7 separate regions of the Mus musculus genome follow, and regions 1, 2, 3, 5, 6 and 7 are each linked to region 4. Evidence: chromatin contacts called from public Hi-C and HiChIP or PLAC-seq data. All regions are on one chromosome and are shown on one strand. The core of a region is the stretch at or near the end of the contact, and the rest is flanking DNA. Distances in the headings are between cores, read along the strand shown. Region 1 overlaps Gm34068 (predicted gene, 34068). Region 2 has its middle 6.6 kb from the start of Gm23349. Region 3 has its middle 33 kb from the start of Gm23349. Region 4 has its middle 68 kb from the start of Gm34177. Region 5 overlaps Gm34068 (predicted gene, 34068). Region 6 overlaps 1700112H15Rik (RIKEN cDNA 1700112H15 gene). Region 7 overlaps Gm34068 (predicted gene, 34068).

Region 1 (2,700 bases), core at 119-2,618, 500 kb after region 4:
TCCTTCCACACCAAAGAAGCTCAAATTGTAAATGGTAAATTATTCATTATGAGACTGAGTAATGCAATAAGAAAAACCAGGGATCCAAATCAGTAAGCCAAGCTCAAAGAGCAGTCAGGGCTCTACACTGAAAACATTAGCAAAGGAATACAGGTGCAAACAAAAGAATGTAAATGTTGAGTGAAATTGTTCATGGCACACAAAGTAGCTTTTTTTTTTTTTTTTTTGGAAAAAAAAAAAGGTTTCCTGGGTGCTTGTCTTTTTAATTAACAGAAAATAAACACTATAGTAATCACACTGTTTAAAGGATTTCTGTTGCCCTGGAGTGCCTTCACACTAATTAATTTCATTGAACTTCAACAGATATGTAAGTAGTATCTCCTATTTGTAAAATTCTTTGTTATCATTGACAAAGGATTAAAAGGTTATTAAGGAACAAGATGCAAAACAAAATAATTGGAACAAGTAACCAAAAAAAAAATCCACAAAATAGATTGTGTTTGTCTAAAGAAATCAGAAAACTGGGGCTGGAAAGATGATGGCTCAGCAGTTAAGGATACTTGCTGCTCCTGCAAAAGACATGGGCTAAGTTTCCAGCACCTACGTGATAGCTCACAACCATCTGACATTTCAGACCCAGGGGATGCAACAACTTCTTCAGATACCACAGACGCTGTACACACATGGTGTACATGCACAGATGCTAGCAAAGCACCTATGGACATAACATTTTTAAAAGGAAAATAAGAAAGCTACTCACATAATGACAGATGATGAAGAAGGAGTAGAAGGAAGGAAAGGAGGAAAAGAGATGGATGGAAAACAGACAACCACAGATGGGTGAATAAACGACATATAAATAACAATAGAGATAGAGAAGATAGGCCAAAGATCAGATAGATAAATGATAGATTTCTAGAGTCCAGCTTCAGTGGGGTTCAGAAGGAAGATGTGTAGAATAGTCAAAAGCAGCCTTAAACCAAGAGGTGCAGTTCACACACTGACACTGAGACAACTCAGGCCACCTTTATTTATACATTGATTTTTTTTTCACAGCTGGAAAGGTTTTACATTCATTTTCTCATTTTCTCACGTACAATCTCTTTGAAGAACATCCTACGTTTAACAACAATAATGTGCACACTGCAATTTTCCCTCCCTTTTCCTTCTCCTCCTCCCCAGTTCCCTCAGTCTCCTGCTAACCCATGAACTGTATCAAGTAAGAGGAAACACAGCTTTAAGAAGCAGTTAATATATAACCCAGCACACTGGTCCATAACCAAGTGACCGTGCTGGTATCAACTGTGGTTACAGTACAGAGAGGTGATGGACTACGTACCCAGGAAATACTGATTTAATCATTGGTGCCTAGTATCTCTCCATATCCTAATCAGGAGATCTAATTCCTGTCACGCCCAGGGCTCTCTGCAGCTTAGTAACCTGAGTCAGTTCCTCATCGTTGCTTGGCTCACTGCCAAATGTTCCTATTAAGTCTTGGAACCAATGATCCAGCAAGACCTCTCTAACCTCTTGATAATCATCGAGCTGTTGTTTGGAACAGGTTGGTGGGCAAATGAGAACATCTGGGCATTAGCTGACGTACCCGGACCGGGCCCCTCATGTTGACATAACCACATCACCACCATTAACAAACAGAGGGGCAGTGCTTTGTTCCACTCCCATGATTCTCGAAGACAAACAAGAATAAATGACGGCCCCAGCTTTCTTTTTCTGATCCTGGGAAAATGTCTGTCACAGACAGAGTGAAAGTAAAATCTTCTAATAGCAAAGCCAAAAACCCAAATGCAAGGCAAAAGCGATCCCAGCATTCCCTCAGGAAAGGCCAGGAGATTCTGCACAATCTTCCCCACAGGTCCTTGCCATGTGGGAACCCAACTCCTCAGGCCTTGCCATAAGGACAGCTGTCTGCATTACACTCCCACACCACTCCTAGAAGAGGCTTAGCTACTACCAATAGATGATTAACTGATTGATGATAGAAATATGGGTAGATAGATGGATGGATGGATGGATGGATGGATGGATGGATGGATGGGTAGATAGATAGATAGATAGATAGATAGATAGATAAGATTATAGATACATATATGGATGGTTGATAGAACATAGCTAGATAGATGATATGAAAAGAGTTGTGTAATTTGAGATAAGCCTTGAAGAATGAGTTCATTTGTTATCTCAAAGGTAAAGGAAGAGACAACATCTTTAGGCGTCACCACTTGCCTGGTTTTTCTGCCTAGCAGTTTTCTTCTTGATGTTAAGACCTATTACCTCGGGAACAAAAAACCACATAGATGTCCATGAAAATAGATAGGGCAAGTAACTGATCACATGCTTGCTGTGCATTAAAGAAGATGGCACTTGATGCAGAGAGAAACCTGTGATCTGGGCTAGTTTAGCATGTAGCTGAGTTCTCAGGGTTTTTAGAAGTAAACGGTCAAAGTGTTTGGGGTGGGTCTGTCAGGAGGTCTCCCAGGAAAGAGAGGGTCAGTGGGGTGATCTTTCTGGCTGTTATGCATACATTATATCAGAACAAGGAGATACTAAAAGCACAACGCACTGGGTGTGCCTGTGCGTCTTTGCAGCAAGTGGGCTTTGTTTGGAGACAGAGCAAACAAAGGGTCACCCTTACTTAATCTGGGGAGGTTCAGGGTCATGGCTCAGCCACTCCAAGCCTTG
Region 2 (2,700 bases), core at 199-2,698, 310 kb before region 4:
TGGAAGGAATATATTTCCATAGTAAGCTTACAGATGACTTTAGAGAAACACACAGAGCAAGGCCCTGCTTTTCTAATTTGTTAGGTCAATGTCTCAGTTACTTATCTGTCAACAGCCAATAGTTTCTTACTTATTAGTGTGGAATTTTCTATGTATGTAAGCATTCCTCCCTTTCCCTCTGCCCTCTTCCCTTCCTTTCTTACCCCATCTCCACTAACGTTTGCTGAGCATGTAGTATTTCCTGTAAGTCATGTTGTGGGTCTGCATTTTGCCCTGCTGTGGGCTAGCCTGCGTGCTGTCAGGTGCTGGGCTCAATCGAAGCGCTGATACACTGCTCAGGGAGGGACACCGAAGCTGGGTTCCCTGACTCCCGGGAATCCAGTCACCTCTGGAAAACTGCACAGTGGAGTCAGGAACAGAGGGCCGGAGGTCCATGGGTTAGCGCCGAGGCCAGGGCCTAGGGCTCCCAAACTCCTGGACATCTTGACGCCATTGGGTCTCAGGGAGCTGGGAATGGAGTTGGAGTCCTGAGGGCTGAGGATGATGATGAGCCCAGGGCCAGGGGAATGGGGAATGCTGAGTTAGCTCATTTGCTATTGTCCTTAGCTTAGCAGTGGTTGTCTGGGAGCACAAAGGGGCCTTCTGTAGGCTGTGGCTCTGTAGGCAAAGGTATTTTCCATGTTCCCCACAGTGGTCCTTGATGGAAGAGACAGTCCTTGGTTCCAAACAGTTTATTGCTTGTTCATTGTGGAAAAGGGGTGCATACCACCTTCTCAGGGTGGACCAGAGATTAAATACCTTTTGCAGGAAGGAATGTCTGGGAAGGGAAGCTTATTGGTTAAACCTCCAGGGCATCTAGATGCCTTGTTAGCATGTAGAATTCTGTTCTGGGCTACTTGAGCGACATGGGTAGTGTGGCCACGTGTTCTGGGCCAGGAATCTGGCAGGGATCAGGGAGACACTTACCCTCTCAGGTGGGTGCCTGCGTGCCAGGGTCTCAGACCCACTCAATTCAAGTTTCTTGGCATGGTTCTTTGTTGTACATCTTGTTAATCTCAGATGGTGAGTGTTGCAGCTCTTATGAGATGAAGGCTGTGGTTTTCTTGCTCACTTCTCGTGTCCATGAACAAAGATATTTTTAAGAGGTAACTATTTTCAGCTGAAAGCAAACAGCCTTTTAAAAAGTGTCTCTGTTTCCTTAGGTGCAGACATTTTGGAAATGCCAAATTGAAAATGCATATGCTCCCGTGGAAGAAGCAAAGGGGGTTGATTTGCTAAGTGTGCATCTCTTTGTTGTGGCTCAGAGATCTGAGCGTGGTTTCTGGGAAACCAGGCAATGTGGAAATGAAAGAGATTCTGTGTCTCGAATTGCTGAGCCACCACTGGGCTGTCAAACACAAACATAAGTTTTGCCAATTTAAAGTGGAAGTCTGAGACGAAAGTCAGCTGGCAGTTATCTGTGGCTTCCTGCTGTTACTTGGTTTCTGGTTAGCTTCAGTGAGTTGCTGAGAGGAGAAGAGTTATGAGCAAACCACCCACCTACCCAGTGACATATGGAAGGTGCTACATCGTTGTCCTGTCTCTTTCCCAACCTTGAGAGGGCTGGGGATGCATGCGGCTCCATCTTAGAGCATCTGCGAAGTACTCGTAGAATCCCGAGTCCCATCTTCAGCACCACAACTCTCTGCTTGAAGAACAAGTGTCAGTACTTGTCTTTTAGGCAGGAAGTGCCCACAGAGCTTGTCTATACAGAAAGTTGATGCACACAGACAGGGGTTGGGTGGGGTTGGTGACAACGTGTAAGAAGGTCATTGTCAGAAGATGATGGATCCATGGAACATTGCTTTGGTGAACCTAGATGGCCCATGTTTGCTTGGGTAGCCGAGATTCCAATGAGCTTCCTTGATTGCTACAATCACTTGAGCAAAATGGTGAACTGTTTGGGGCTCTTGGGAAGATGCTCTGCTCTCATCAGGAGCCCTCCTCTAATAAAAATGTTTAGATCATAAGAGATCCTGATTCCGATGAGTGTGTTGTTCATTCCCCTCACTCGGCAAAGCCTTCTAGGTCGTCCTTGGTTTCCCATCATTCTGCCTGCGCTGGCACAGATAAAGTCAGCCAGGAGAGGGGATCAGGGACGTGTCCATTAAGTGCAGGTCTCTGCCACAGAAGAGTTAGGATGAAGTTATAGAAAGAACTGGTTTGGGGCCAAGTTGTAGAGTGATGGACATAACAAGGGTTGAGAGCAGGAGGCAACATTTTTTTTCCTTCTTAAAGGAAAATTGGACAATTATGAAATAAACTCAAGATGTGTGTGTGTGTGTGTGTGTGTGTGTGTGTGTGTGTGCATTGCATGTATGTGTGGGCATATACCTGCACCATTGCCCTCCCCCTCTCTCTGTGTGTATGTGTGTAAGCTAAAGGTCAGATATTTTCCTTTCTTGCTTTTTCTATTAATATTTAAGATCTCTTATTGAATGTGGAACTCACAACTTTGGCAAAACTGGTTGACCATTGAGCACCCAGTATCTCCTATCTTGGTCATCAGCTCTGGGGCTGTGGGTACTTAGCATTACATCCAGATTCTATGTGGATGCTAGGGATCTGAACTTGGATCCTCATGGCTATACAGCGGGTTCTTCACTGACTAAGCCATCTCTCCAACTTCGGGCACTTTGAAAGAAAACTGAGATAGCAATG
Region 3 (2,700 bases), core at 60-2,559, 350 kb before region 4:
CAGTACTAGAGTTTGTATATGCTAGGAAAGTATTATCCTAAGTTCTTCCTAGTCTTCTGGAAGCCCTTTGGGATGGACAGAAGAATACTTTTGATATGTAACTACCTTTTAATTGATTAATTTTTTTTAGCACACTTTTAATTTTTGAAACTTTAAGTTACTCCAGATCTGTCTTGCGGTTTCTCTGCTGTGTCCTTAGAATCAGGCACTTTTCCAAGAATACCTGATTTCTTTCATGGGAGAGTAACATTTGGAAATCTAGATATGGACAGGATGCCAGAGTGGCAGCAATTCTAGCACCTTTGAGCAGGCAGAGTTAGGGGTTGTATGTATCGCTTATTTTTCTTCTGCTGTGATAAAAGACCCCAAGAGCAGCAATTTAAGGAAGGAAGTGTTTTTTGTTTTTTGTTTTTTGTTTTTTGGTTTTTTTTTTTTTTGGCTCACAGTTCCAGGAACAGTCCTTTGTGGTAATCATGACAATAGGAACTTGAAACAGCTGGTCACATTGTGTCCACACGCAGGAAGCTCGGGGAGGCAAATGGCTGTTCTCAGCTGGTCACATTGTGTCCGAACTCCAAGCACAGGGAGCCTTTTCCTTTTTAGGCAGTCAGGACAAAGCCCTAGAGTGGTGCCACCTATCTCCAGGATAGATTTTCCCACATCAGTTCACCTAAACAGCATAATCTCTCACAGATTTGCCAGAGGCCAACCTAGTCTAGATAATTCCTCTTAGGCGTGTCCAGAGGCTCCTCTCCTAGTTAATTCTAGGTCCTAACAAGGTGAGAATCAATGTTAATAAAGTGTCACAGTGTGTGTGTGTGTGTGTGTGTGTGTGTGTGTGTGTGTAATTTAGCCTGTGTCAGTATGCACACAAATCTGTATTATTTCTATCCTAATCTACAACAGTGATGTAAGCACTGGTTCACGCTGCCATCTCAGATTCTACTTTAGTAGCTGATGTGGTCTCAGCCTTCTCTTGATTAGCTCTAGCTTCTCTCATTAACAGTAAGAAACCCGATCTCATTATCTAGGTAAGATTTTCTCTAATTATTTTTTAGCTTTACTGTACATGTTCAGAATACCTGCACCCTTGTAAGAGACAACTAGAATACTCCAACTAGTCGGCTTGCCCACAAAGATCCCCTGTAACTGTCTCCTAACTGCTGGGATTCCAGGCTGGCCACCATGACCACTTGGATTTTCTAGGGTTGCTGGGGATTTGAATGAACTCTGGTCCTTAAGCTTGCAATACAAATACTTTATGCACTGAGTCATCTCCTCAGCACCAATGCCCAGGCTTTTATATTAGTATAAATTTCCAGTTCACTTGAGTAAACACGTGGTATTTTGAATATGCTCGTCCCAGGGAATGGCACTGTTAGTAGGTGTGGCCTTGTTGGAAGAACGGGCTTGGAGACCTTCCTCTTAGCTGCCTGGAAGACAGTCTTCTCCTGTCTGCCATTGGATCAAGATGTAGAATTCTCAACTCCTTCTCCAGTGCCACGCCTGCCTGGACTTTGCCATGCTCCTGCCTTGATGGACTGAACCTCTGAATCTGTAAGCCAGTGTCATTTAAATGCTGTCCTTTTTAAGAGTTGCCTTGGTCATGGTGTTCATAGCAACGGAGACCGTAACAAGACAACACCTAGGGTTGATGGGATGCATGGTCAAGTGTGTGTCTGGTTGTATAAGAAACTACAAAAGGCCAAAGTCATTCTACTGAGTCACCTGGTCAGCAAAGGACAGCAGTGGCCCCTGTTTCTCATGCTCTGGAGTGTTCTGAGTGCCTGCTAGGCTGTACAGTGAGATCTTGTTTGACTTGAATTTGCATTTCTCTAATCACAACTAGGCTGGCTATTTCCAGGAATTCACCCCCTTTTAAAAAAGAAAAGATATGTCTACATTGTTAGTCTTTGATTATATACACGATCTGTACATCTTTTCTCCAGTCTCTGGTTTTCTTTTTCCTTATCTTTGCTTTAAAGCTTTATGTGTGTGTGTGTGTGTGTGTGTGTGTGTGTGTGTGTGTGTGTGTGTGCCTGCACATGTGCACAGGTTCTTGTGCTCAAATGTGTGTAGGTACAGGTACGCATATGCACAGAGTGTGTATGGAGGTCAAGGGACAACTCTGGGTGCAGTCCTCAAGAGCCTTACACCTTTGGTTTGAAACATCCCTTTTGCTTGGCCTGGAACTTGGTTTGCCATGTAGGCCAGAGCAGCTTGCTTATAAATTTCTGGGGAGTCACTTGGTCTCTTGTTTCATTTGTAGCCATGTAGGAGCACGCTCACCCCATGTCTCCCTCGCCCTCTGTGGTACATGTATGTGTGCATTTGCTGGGTACTGTGGAGGCTGGAGGTTGATGTTTGGGAGTCTTTAATCACATTTCTACCTTAGACCCTGTGACAGGCTCTCACTGAACTTGCAGCTTGTCTTTCTGTTAGTCTAAGCTGGATAACTAACAAGCTCTGAGGACCCACCTGTCTCTGCTGTGCTCCTCAGTGCTGGGCTACAGTCACATGCTGCTATGCCCAGATTTTTGTTTTGGGTGCTGCAGATCCCACTTCAGTTTCTCAGGCCTGCATAGTAGGTGCTTTGTTGTTCCAGTCCCCTTTTCCACTCTGCAGCCAGATTTTTATGTGGTCTCTGAGACCCAAACTCAAGCTTTTAGACTTGCAAGCTAAGTGCTTCACTGTCTGAGC
Region 4 (2,700 bases), core at 127-2,626:
AGCTGTATACAACTCAAATGTCCTTCAGTAGAAAGAAGGCAGCCTGCACTGCACATAAATGCTGGGGGTAAAAGGAGCCAGTCTCAAGCTGTAACGTGCTATGAGAACAGTGACAGTCGTGAACTGCAGGTACAGGAGAGATGTGGCCATGAAGGACAATACCAAAGAGGTGCTGCCACCATGCTGGACCCCAGGTGTGGCCATGATACATCTTATTGAAATCTGTAGGACTGTACCTCACAGGGAAGGGAAATCAGGCATTCTCACAGACCTGGACACTCAGAGTCAGCTTCTCGGTCAGACTGATGATACCCTGTCACTAACACAGCATGCGTGAGCAGGAGCCGAGAGGGACGTGTGAGGCCCGTGGGTCTGATGATGACTTGGGAAGAGGTCTTGACACGGGGCAGGGAGGTGAGACAGACAGTAGATGGGGCCTGTGTGATTGAAAGGCAGGGATTTGGATGAGAAAGAAGCCTGGTCCCTGGGGCCTGTGAGCAGGTAGATGCCAGCTGGACCAAGTAGGAATGTGTCTTCTGTTGTGACTTTGCAACTGTGTTGCTTCACTTTGAGCAAACTGTTACTTCCAATCGGATAATGGCATTCGCTAGACTATAGGCAGACTGGAATAGGATCTGTGTGCAATTCCTCTTACATGGATAGCATTCTGATGCATCCCTCACGAAGCAGTAAGTGAATGACAGCTGGCACCAGAGCACTTTAATCCTCACGGGCCTTTACAGTGCTGCGTTCTGTTAATGAATGTGTGTTCATTAGTGCAGCTGCCTTCCAGCCATTGGGAAGCAGGGTGTGTGCTCTACCAACATGAGTAGAGTCTGTCACCAGGCTATTTGTGTGGCTCTCCTCAGGAGAAAGTCCCTAAAAGTGAGTCATGGCGATGGGTCACGTCCTATTTCATTGGTCTTTGAAACCAAAGCCTATGGCATGTCCTCTTGATGGTATCTACAGGAAATACCAGGGATGCCAGGGCAGATCTGGGAGAAGAGCACGCATCTGCCACGCTAAGCCACCAGGCAGCCACTCAATGGGTGTGTTTGCAGCACCATGGAGACCACGCTGGTCATTTCCCAGGGAACACAGTCCAAATCCAGAGCCCTGATCTGGATGGAAATACCGAGAATGCTAGGAAAGCAGATTGCTACATTAAGCCGGGCCTCAGTTTCCCCATCTGTGAGACAGAAGCCAGCACCACAACCTGGTGTGAATTTATGACAATCAAGGCCCTTGCTTAGAAGTTACTTCTGTGCCTGTCAGGGTGAAAACGAAAGTTGAAGTCAGCATTTCACTAGGGGGTTCAGCCTCTGAGATCTCTCAGCACAGCATGTTCCTGTGTGGAAGGGACTTTCCTAAAGTGAGGGCTGGGTATTTTAAGCAAAGGCACCCAGCTGTGAGACTACCAGGCTTGTTTCTCCAGTTGCTTCTCACTGGACCTGATTTCACTTGCATTTATTTCTGGAGAGCAGCTTCTAGTCTCTTCCCCTTCCCCTTCCCTTGCCCCTGCTGTTTCACAGCTGCCCTTTCAGCTTCTCCCTCCAATTCCCTGGGTCACAAGTGTTCTGCATCAAGGCGTGCCTGACTAATTAGCATCCATGTGTGATGTTGGGAGAAAGAACCCCAGAGAAAAAGCTGTAGGCCTATTTCTGCCAAATTGGAGTTGACCTAGCTTGGACAACTCTCCAGCATGCTCAGTCTTGACTCTTGATCCAGGTGCCATGGGGTCTTGGAAGAAGCCCCAGGAAGTATAGAGCCCTGTATACTTCCTATTCTAGAAGACAGGAGGGCTTCCTTTGTTTAGCAAGCTTCTTCTAAACTCTCCACCATCTTCAGACTCGAGGTCATGTGTGTCTCCTACCACCATAAGACTTTGCACCAGGGATACAGTGAGCATTTATCTAGTTAGTCATTAGTTATTGAGTGCCTACTGTGTGCAAGGGACTGAACTAAGAGCCAACCAGAGAGACTTATGGGGCAAACAGAATTTTATCCTGCAGGGAACTAAAGTAGGACAAGAAAGGAAACCTGGGCAGCAAAGAAAAGATCTTGACAGCAGCAAAGCAAAGGGCCAGTGAGGAGGCTCTAGGGTTCGAACAGTGGAGCATCTGAGTCCATTCTAAAAAGGACCGGAAACAGGCTCTCAGGGGAACATTTCTACATCAGTGTTTCGCATAGCTAAAAACACCACAGACTCGACTCAAGTACAAACTGATAGATGGGCAGATAAAGAAAGCCAAGCGTTATTCAGCTTCTGAGAGCAAGGGAAATTTGTAATACGCTGTGCGTGCCTCCTGGGGGCCTAGGAGGAGAACAGAAAGGGTGGTTCCTGTTTAGTGGTGTCGGGGTTTGGATTTATGAGAGACAAAGGTTGTAAAGGTGCAGGATAGTGACACATGAGACCTTCTAAGTGTGTGACGTCACTCAACGGTGTTCTTACAAATAGAGGTGGCTGTGTGTCTTTTAGAAGTTAAAAAAGTAGAAAAGGAAAAACATGCATAGTAGAGGAACTCAAAACCCAAACCCTACCTTGTCCCCGTGGGCTCCGTTCATCCCGAGCGAAATGAAGAGAGATTACACTTTGTGGCTTTGTTGCAGGTAATGACAACATATGCAACCCACTTGACACAAGGCAGGAAACAGTGAACAGAAATTGTTATGATCAACTTTGGCTGGCCCATAGTGAAT
Region 5 (2,700 bases), core at 100-2,599, 450 kb after region 4:
AACAACTAAAACTATCCCCTTAAACATTCTTCCTAAAATCATTAGACTCAAATCAGGAAGTAATCAATTCATCTAAGGAGCATTAATTCATGAAAGTTCATCTTCATGCTGATCTGCAGGGTCGAATTTGCTCAATAGGGTGGGCTGATGCCCAGGAAGAAAGTTTTATCAGAAGTAAAAAGCCATCCTGGGACGTTTCTGGGGCTGGGCCTCTCCAGACTGTACCCGTCATATCCATGTAAAATGGTGGGCTGTCTCCAGGAAACTCACTTGCTTCCCACATGGCCTTTCCTAGGTGGCTTCTGTCAATACACAAATAGACATACTACATAAACTATGTACATATACCCACCTCAAATACAAATATACATACACATATACATACCAGGCAAACTTGACGTATACACACCTCAAAAACACATACTAAACACTATGCACATATACCACACAGTCATCCAGAAAGCATTTCTTAGAGGAATGGGGAAAGGGACCCCCCATGGAACATCTTTTGTTCAGCCCATTACCTTCATGATGATTGATCCCAAAGGCTCACCTCTGCCTCATCATTAACTAGCTCCTTGAGCATGGGGAAAACTCACTGTCTCCTTTGGTTCTCATTTCTGTAACTGTTAGGAAACCACATGAATTAATGGCTTTTGCCCAATCTATCAGCTCACAATTCTTTAACAGGTATAAATCTGGACCGATGAGATCCAAGCTATGGACCATTTTGACCATTGCTTCCCAAACTGTGCTGACCTGAGGCTGCTCGGATGCCATAACTAAATCTGACCGCAAGTTCAATTTAATGTTTACAAGGCACACAAAGCTAGAAAGCAGCTTTTCATTCGTTTGTGTGGTGGTGTGAACACGTTGGTCTGGTGATTTCTGAATAATAGTTTTAGGGGAAGACTTATTGAGAAAGAACAAAAGTGTAGGTACTCCTTGCTGCCACTGGGCAAAGGGACACAAAATAAAAAGAGTAGAGACAAAGAAAAAGATACTGAAAAGTCCATTGGGTAGACCTTACTTGACAGAATCAACAAAACCCTGATAGAGTTTGGCCTGAGTCTTAAGTAACTCCAGATATATACCAAATGCCAGGTAATGTTGAGAAAGACATTTCTCCAGCCTGTAATTTGATATCAGTCTAAAAATGATGGAGTTAGATTTGACCACTTGCAAACACCTCACCATTGCTAAAATCACCGCTTTTCTGACAGAAAGTTATGTAGGCTGTTCAGTCTACTATCAACTGTGCATTCACAATTCTCAAACAGTAACCTCAGCCCCAGGGAGTGCTACTAAGCATTTGTGTACATAGGAAAGTAAGAATTCTTTTTATGTTTACTCAGGCTACAACATAAATGTAGATGGCTCTTGCCTGCCCCTGCAGAAGGCACTGTGTGATCAGATGCCCTGTACATGTTCAAGGTCACAGAAATCATTGTTGCCATTGCTTTGGGCTAAGGCTGCTTAGAGAATCAGGGTTAGTTTAGTCTATCAGACGCTGCCCTGCTGGTATTAACAACACATCCAGTGTTCTTCATATACTTGTGCCCATATGGAACTAGCTTATCTCAGATCTTGTCTGCATCTGAAGCAAGACATTTGTGAGCCAACAGACAAGCAGTCGGTGATCTTATCCCAGACCCAGACTTGCAGGTTGAGTTTAAATAAACAGGCAAACAAGCTAGGGAAAATATCCCTGAACACACAAGAGGAAAGCCATGTAGCTCATCAGCAAAAGTAAGCTTGCAACATCAGCCTCATTAGCACGGCCCAAAAAACAGGAGACGTCAAGTTACTGGATGGCAAGGATGTGATAAGAAACTTGATAATGCCCATCTGCTGCTGGGGTCAGGTCTGCCTCAAGCAGGAACCTGGCAATGCGCACATGCACGGAGGGCTTCGTGTGTGATGAGTGCTCATGTGTGTTTAAAGGAGCTGTGGGTGGGACAGTTAATATAGGGCTTTTCCATCCAGGAAATCTATATCCATTCCAAAGCCTGGACTTATTAAAATCTTGAAGTCTCTCACATCTGTTACAAGGCATGTATCATAGTTTAGGCACACTACTGGGTGCCGAGAGCTGGGTCTGAGGTTACAGGCTCTCTCATTGCCAACCCAGAGATCGTTATTATTGGCAGCCTTCGGGGCTTAAGAAGCATGATTCTAAGAAGAGCCCTCATGCTGGAAGGCTGTGAGCTGGCCAGCTGTGGTGGTCCCAACAGTGGATACCCCAAACCTCTCGGCTCAGTGTAACCAGAGCTCCTGTGAAAGAAGCTGCCCCCTGAGGTTTTTCAACAGCTTTAAAATTCCCCTAATAACTCATTCATAGTTCCTATTCCCTGGACCACCACCATGTCGATGGAAACTGAGTTGGGTCCAAACAGGATGAACTAAGCTTCTGTCCAAGCAAAAAACGTTATCCCAGGGCTGAAGGGCTTTAAATGGACCACGGATAATGTTTTATTGCCCCAGCACCAGGGTGAACTCAGCCCCCCACACTTAGCCTCACCTTTCACAATGTTATTTTTAGAATTCTCATTACACCCAGCTTAAACTCTAAAAATATGGTTCCCAGGAATAGCAGAACCTAGTTTTAATTGTGCAAAGAGAAACAAGTGCCTGTAGTCTCTGATTACATATGATGTTTCATGGGGCTGACATCACTGTGAGGGACATGCTCTCCGGCTG
Region 6 (2,700 bases), core at 184-2,683, 270 kb before region 4:
TCACGGGGGATTGGCAATGTCTCAGCTTCACCCAAGAGTTTTACATCAGACCTGAAAGTGTGAAGCAGAATCAGTGGCTGAGTCAGTGGACACTGGTTACATGTTGGTAGACAAAGGTGGGTAGAAACTGGTCTGCATTGAAGATGCTTGGGCCAGTCCGAGATAAGCAGAGTGGTCATTTCAACATGTTTGAAGACATGCTGGACTTCAGGTGAAGTCTAGAACTCAGGGTTCAACCTAGCCTTGTGCAGGGTGGCAGGCCATGTAGACTCTAAAAGGAGCCATAAGACTCAGTCCTTAGGGAAGTCTGCATATACAGCAAGGAAGTTTGGGAAGTTTGCAGCAGGGATTGCTTCTGTGGGTGATGGGGGCTTTGGAGGAGGTGGGAACAGAGGAATCAACACACTGTGATTGTAGAGTGATCGTCCAGTAGGAGGAAGGGTCAGGTGAAGGCGATGGCTGCTAACTGTTAAGAGTCTTTTCATAGGAGAGGCCCCGAGGACTTGATAGGATACCATAATAGAATCGAGAGGAGGGGTGGATACCAGATGTGCTTCTCATGTAAACCTCTGAGGATTCAGGAGCTCTGAATACAGGGAGGAACTGTGAGATGGAGGGAGAGAATAATCACAAGCCCGGTGGCTTTGGTGGCTGAGTTTACAGTGCTCACAGCTCATTTGGGGGTATGATAGTCTGGACTCAAGGGGCCCCTAGAACATCTACAGAAGCCTAGAAGTAGATCTACTTAATACTCGTACTGGCCATTTGAGCTGTCAGTAGACTGGAGACCTCAGCTCTTGTCGTCACACTACCCCTTACCAGTACTCACTGACAAGGGGTTAAACTATGTAACTCCTACTTCTTCCTCCACAGGTGACCATAGAGACGGTGCTGTGAGGATCAATCTAGGGATGGACATAAGAGGCCATGGGACACTCATCTTCTGATGAGTGACACCCCTCTCTTCTTAGCTATTTCCAAGGGCATGGGGATGATGGTAGTAGACTTTGCCCCAGGACCCTTCTCTCTCTGTAAATTCTAACAGAGCAGACACCTTCCAAGCAACAGAGGTGAGTCAATATTTCCTAGGACTTGTGGTTTCACATTGAGTCAACATTATTCTAACACCTTCTAATGCTCTTCATACTGACAGCAGGCAGTAAGTGGCAGACAGTGGGTCAGAACCGCAAGGGGCTTCAGGGCCAGCCGAGTTCTTCCTCAGAGCTCTGAGAAAGCCACAGCGAGATCCTTTTCTTCTGGTAGCTATAAGAAAGTGCTCGAAATGTGTTGGCATAGATGACTGTTCTCTATTAAAAGTAGAAGGAATAATAAATTCATAGTGAACATCTTTAGGAAGATGTATGCTACAGTTCTGGAAGTGTGAAAGTCAAGAGAAGGTGAGAAAGCACAACTCCCACAACACACAGACACATGGGCACACACACACTCACACACACAAAGGAAACAACAACAAAGACCAAATTGCTATGAGCCACTATGACTCAGAGTTCACCAACAGGGAAGAAACATATAAATTAGGGGAAAAGTTCCTCAAAGTTCCTGAAAGAGATTACCATTATTTCCTGTTGGTGTCCGGGCAGAGCTGATGGTGGCTCAAGGGGGCCTCCGCTGGTTTAGAAGAATCCTGAAATTTCATGTGGGCTATTTTTTTTTTTCTTTTTTATGGTGGAAAATCAAGCAGAGTCAAAACAAGAAAGGAAAGCTCTCCCCTCCCCCCTCCTTTTAATATCGTTTTCAGTAGCACAATGCATTAAAGCAAGGCATTTTTTTTCCCTCATAGTAATACGGCTTCAGGACATGATTTAGATGGAAAATTTAAGTAAGATTAATGCAATTTATTATCCGACAGGATATCCCTACAAGCCACACTATTTGGCTGAATTTTAGATTCCCAATCTAATATTTCAGATGAGATTTCCAGATGGGTGTCTTATTCCTCTATTAGTTTAGTCAGGGTGATGGAGAGTTTGTAAAACAGGAGAGGTTAAACTAGTTTTAACACTTGATTAATCATTGAAATTACATTGTTACTGCCTGAGTCCACTGGATGTTGTTTATTAAGGGGGCTCCCTAAGACCCAAAGCCAACACAAACTACAGGCGCTTTTCCAACTTGGCTAATTTATTTGATGACTTCTTCAAAGGGATTTTTTTTTAAAAGTAAATTTATGGTTACATTGAAAAGCTGCTCAAAGCTTTCTGTTTGGTTTTCAAAATACTAAAGTGTGGGATTATAACACTGAAAAGAAAATAGGTATGGGCACACTACACACACCACACACAGACACACACATACAGACACACATACAGGCACACACAAGGACACACAGGCACACACAGACATACACAGACACATAACACACACAGACACATATACACAGACACACACAGACACACACACAGACACAGACACACACACCTCTAAATTCTAATTTCCTGAAACAATATTGAGAAGGTAAATCTTTAAATACAAAATGTATGAATAATTGCTACTTCCTCCCAGAGACAACATGAAGCCTTCCAAGGTGACAAACCAGACATATATACTCTGCCATTTTATAAACCACTGGCCAGTGAACCAAGGGAAGCTAATGCCAGTGTGCCCAGTAAAGCTGTATAGAGAGAAGTATGTGCTGGGGAAAAAGGCACAAATAAGCGCATGCGTACGGGAGGAAGGCTG
Region 7 (2,700 bases), core at 146-2,645, 470 kb after region 4:
TTTATAATATAACCCCTTATCAGCATTCTCTTTTGTTTCTTTTGGAGTGAGTCTGCTAGCCTCCAACCATCTCTTCCTCAGGTCAGGAAGGCTTCCTTAGATTCTTCCCAACTTCAATATTTAACACTCTCCTCCCAGCCCAGTTGACTTAAAAAAAAATATGTTTATCTCTAGAGTGTGTAGATCAAAACTTCAGACTTCTAAAACTCCATCCCAGCAGTAATAAAATATCTGCTGATGTTTTTAGCCATGATAAAAACTGAGTTATCTATAAAGATACATTTCAAGCATGTTCCTAGAAGTCACAGTTAAGTCTGGCAATATATAAGCTAAATGATATTACTTAGTTCTACTTTAGAGAGGGGAGAAATGAAGGTGAAAACTCAAGGACTATGCATAAGCCTGGCCGACTATTGCAATTTGAACTGAGCTTCAGAATTTCCTTCTTTTCCCTTCTTACTATACCCAGCACAAATGTCACATTGTCCTAGAATTCAGATATGGTTCAGTGAGATAAATAAATATGTTATTAAATACCAGGATATATTAGCATGTAGTTTTCAGGCACAGGTGGGTTTAGGTTGTTACAAATCCACATTTAAAAGCCACTGTTCGCTGAGTATTTACTGTGTTGTTAATAAAACTGCAAAGTTACATGTCTTTAATATATTTACCATCTCTTCCTATTCTTTACTTCAAGGATAATACAATTGTATGACAGATGTAGAAACTGAAGCATAGAAAAGTTAAAGAACTTGCACTGAGACTTGTAAGTAGTGACTTGATTCAAAAATTGACCTCATGGTATCTCTCTAGACTCCATGACTGTGCATGGATGGGTTCTTTTGCTCTATGCATGTAAAATTGATGCCCAAAGCCCTACATTAACGCAGTGTGAATTGGGAATATTCAATCATCCAGACATGCTCCCTCTTTACTTCTGTAGGATATATATATATATATATATATATATATATATATATATATATATATATACAGAGAGAGAGAGAGAGAGAGAGAGAGAGAGAATGTCAAGTAGAGCCTGATTACAAAAGAGTGTTCTGTACTATGCGTTTCCTCTTTTGACTGGTTAGTGTTAGAATGCAGCCCACAGTAAGACAAGTGTCTAGTCTTATAAATAATACATGCAATCCAAATGATCCAATTTGTATAAACCAAACTCTTTCAAGCCCTTTCAAAGAAACATGGGACAATGAAAAGAATGTGGACATTAAAGTCACATAACTGGGTTTTTGTCTGTTTTGTTATTATGTTAATGTTTAATTCTCCAGTGTGGGTACAGAAGCTCTGGTTTGCGACTCATGTTCATTACCATGGTGTGAATACTCCCATCATGACTCATTTCACAATTTCAACACTCTGCACTGGGTTGGAAAGAGACAATGACATTTGTTGACTCCCAAGTGCAAGTCATTTTCAGTACACAACTGTTGGCAGACCCTAATCTAACCCTGGCTTGAAAACCCTCAGAACAAAATCTGGGGTGAGATACTTTACCTTTCTAAGTGATGATCTCCACTTCTGTTAAGTAGAGGACATAACACTACCAGCAAGGAGGGTGTGACCAGAAGGCTGTAAGGAGGAGAATAAACATCAGCTTTTTAGCCTTCCTGAGGAAGCTATGCCTTCTGACAAAGAAACACTCTGTAAGCATAGCCTATGCCTTGGAGTCATTCAGGAGCACTCTGGTAAGGTGGATTGGCCATGTGTCAAGGCAGAAGTCCTGATGAGAACAGACCCTCACCATCCTTCTTTCCTGTTTTAAGCTGAAAGCTTTATTCCAGATGTGCTGACTCTGTCAATGCCATGTAGTAATATCATGTACCTATTTTCTATAGGTTGAAACATCCCCTCCTAGAGAGAGGAAAAGGGTCAGAGGATCTGGGAACTCACAAGTTTACAAGATCTGGGAAACTCAAAATTCACAAGACCCTTAAAGCCCCTTACCAAAAATCAGTAAGTAATTGCTAAGACAATCAGAAGCTTTGGGGGTAGCCCTGCCTGTAAGTTGCATGGAAGATACCAGTGGTATAGCTTCCACGAGTCATCACCAGTACTGAGATCAGAGTCACCCTGGTAGGTAATTCTAATAAACTCATTGTTCACTAATATGAACCTGGATGGAACAAGGTTTCTTTGGTCTGCTGTTGTCAGATCTGGATGTAATTCAAAGTAACTTCCTCAAGAACAGTTGTGGATCAAGGACAAAGCAAGACTGGTCCAATGGTAGGAATAGCAAGAGAGACAAACAAACAAACAAACAAACAAACAAATGAGATTACTAGGGTTTCTCACCTTGATCCTTGACCTTCCTGCCTGCTCCAAGGGAAATTAAGGGAGCGCCACTACTTGTTAACTATCTTAGCATGCACTGACTCTTGCACCAGGGACATGACCCATCAGCATGCCAACCCCTTTAGAGAAGTATCTGGGGAGAGGGTGCTCTGCCACTCCACATTTCCTCTAGTGCACAATTGCTGGGATGATCCAACCCCATGAAGTAGAGTCCAGACTTGTAAGCAGTGTTGTGCTGTTCAATTGTCCCCTTAGCTTTCCTTCATTTGAGTGAATCTAAATTGATCCTAGCTATTCCAAAAGAAAAAGAAATGACACCTAGCTGCAATCTTATATAGCCCTTACAATCACCTGCTACTCCTCCAAATCACATCCCCCATCAAG

The links. Hi-C and Micro-C count contacts between places; a contact is called where the count stands out from the background. HiChIP or PLAC-seq counts read pairs in DNA pulled down with a chosen protein or histone mark.
Region 1: a FOXA1 HiChIP or PLAC-seq map of pancreatic cancer cells shows a contact between it and region 4. The contact joins two enhancer-like sites. A contact is called at or near these places in 1 of 15 datasets of contacts at CTCF or cohesin (large pre-B cells) and 2 of 115 datasets of contacts at active chromatin or transcription factors (T-cell acute lymphoblastic leukemia and pancreatic cancer cells).
Region 2: a Hi-C map of Th1 cells shows a contact between it and region 4, with 2.1 times the contacts expected there. The contact joins two enhancer-like sites. A contact is called at or near these places in 1 of 39 promoter capture datasets (cranial neural crest), 3 of 484 Hi-C or Micro-C datasets (the C2C12 cell line, the N1E-115 cell line and Th1 cells) and 2 of 115 datasets of contacts at active chromatin or transcription factors (fibro-adipogenic progenitors and heart atrium).
Region 3: an HNF4G HiChIP or PLAC-seq map of pancreatic cancer cells shows a contact between it and region 4. The contact joins two enhancer-like sites. A contact is called at or near these places in 1 of 15 datasets of contacts at CTCF or cohesin (the NIH/3T3 cell line), 4 of 484 Hi-C or Micro-C datasets (the N1E-115 cell line, embryonic fibroblasts, myocytes and 1 more) and 4 of 115 datasets of contacts at active chromatin or transcription factors (T-cell acute lymphoblastic leukemia, embryonic stem cells, fibro-adipogenic progenitors and 1 more).
Region 5: a FOXA1 HiChIP or PLAC-seq map of pancreatic cancer cells shows a contact between it and region 4. The contact joins two enhancer-like sites. A contact is called at or near these places in 1 of 484 Hi-C or Micro-C datasets (B cells) and 2 of 115 datasets of contacts at active chromatin or transcription factors (T-cell acute lymphoblastic leukemia and pancreatic cancer cells).
Region 6: a contact with region 4 is called in a Hi-C map of Th1 cells, with 4 times the contacts expected there. The contact joins two enhancer-like sites. A contact is called at or near these places in 7 of 484 Hi-C or Micro-C datasets (the C2C12 cell line, the C3H10T1/2 cell line, Th1 cells and 2 more) and 2 of 115 datasets of contacts at active chromatin or transcription factors (microglia and pancreatic cancer cells).
Region 7: a contact with region 4 is called in a FOXA1 HiChIP or PLAC-seq map of pancreatic cancer cells. The contact joins two enhancer-like sites. A contact is called at or near these places in 2 of 115 datasets of contacts at active chromatin or transcription factors (astrocytes and pancreatic cancer cells).

The regions. Positions count from the first base shown.
Region 1 is chr1:183,763,264-183,765,963 of GRCm38.p6, reverse strand. All of the region lies in intron 1 of Gm34068 (predicted gene, 34068), which reads right to left. Among named protein-coding and RNA genes, the nearest start is that of Gm34068, 16 kb to the right of the region's middle. Within about 2 kb of position 1,368, at least 26 of the 459 cell types and tissues checked have an H3K27ac peak or open chromatin away from gene starts, as enhancers often do. A contact at or near this core is called in pancreatic cancer cells, where this site is marked.
Region 2 is chr1:184,572,264-184,574,963 of GRCm38.p6, reverse strand. No RefSeq gene overlaps it. Among named protein-coding and RNA genes, the nearest start is that of Gm23349, 6.6 kb to the left of the region's middle. Within about 2 kb of position 1,448, at least 20 of the 459 cell types and tissues checked have an H3K27ac peak or open chromatin away from gene starts, as enhancers often do. A contact at or near this core is called in Th1 cells, where this site is marked.
Region 3 is chr1:184,611,655-184,614,354 of GRCm38.p6, reverse strand. No RefSeq gene overlaps it. Among named protein-coding and RNA genes, the nearest start is that of Gm23349, 33 kb to the right of the region's middle. Within about 2 kb of position 1,309, at least 27 of the 459 cell types and tissues checked have an H3K27ac peak or open chromatin away from gene starts, as enhancers often do. A contact at or near this core is called in embryonic fibroblasts and pancreatic cancer cells, where this site is marked.
Region 4 is chr1:184,259,592-184,262,291 of GRCm38.p6, reverse strand. No RefSeq gene overlaps it. Among named protein-coding and RNA genes, the nearest start is that of Gm34177, 68 kb to the left of the region's middle. Within about 2 kb of position 1,376, at least 82 of the 459 cell types and tissues checked have an H3K27ac peak or open chromatin away from gene starts, as enhancers often do. A contact at or near this core is called in Th1 cells, embryonic fibroblasts, microglia and 1 more, where this site is marked.
Region 5 is chr1:183,807,015-183,809,714 of GRCm38.p6, reverse strand. It overlaps Gm34068 (predicted gene, 34068), which reads right to left. Exons shown (of 3, transcript NR_151520.1): 3 at 1-302. Among named protein-coding and RNA genes, the nearest start is that of Gm34068, 59 kb to the right of the region's middle. Within about 2 kb of position 1,349, at least 6 of the 459 cell types and tissues checked have an H3K27ac peak or open chromatin away from gene starts, as enhancers often do. A contact at or near this core is called in pancreatic cancer cells, where this site is marked.
Region 6 is chr1:184,533,079-184,535,778 of GRCm38.p6, reverse strand. All of the region lies in intron 2 of 1700112H15Rik (RIKEN cDNA 1700112H15 gene), which reads left to right. Among named protein-coding and RNA genes, the nearest start is that of 1700112H15Rik, 23 kb to the left of the region's middle. Within about 2 kb of position 1,433, at least 44 of the 459 cell types and tissues checked have an H3K27ac peak or open chromatin away from gene starts, as enhancers often do. A contact at or near this core is called in Th1 cells, microglia and pancreatic cancer cells, where this site is marked.
Region 7 is chr1:183,787,611-183,790,310 of GRCm38.p6, reverse strand. The region is part of intron 2 of Gm34068 (predicted gene, 34068); the gene reads right to left. Among named protein-coding and RNA genes, the nearest start is that of Gm34068, 40 kb to the right of the region's middle. Within about 2 kb of position 1,395, at least 19 of the 459 cell types and tissues checked have an H3K27ac peak or open chromatin away from gene starts, as enhancers often do. A contact at or near this core is called in pancreatic cancer cells, where this site is marked.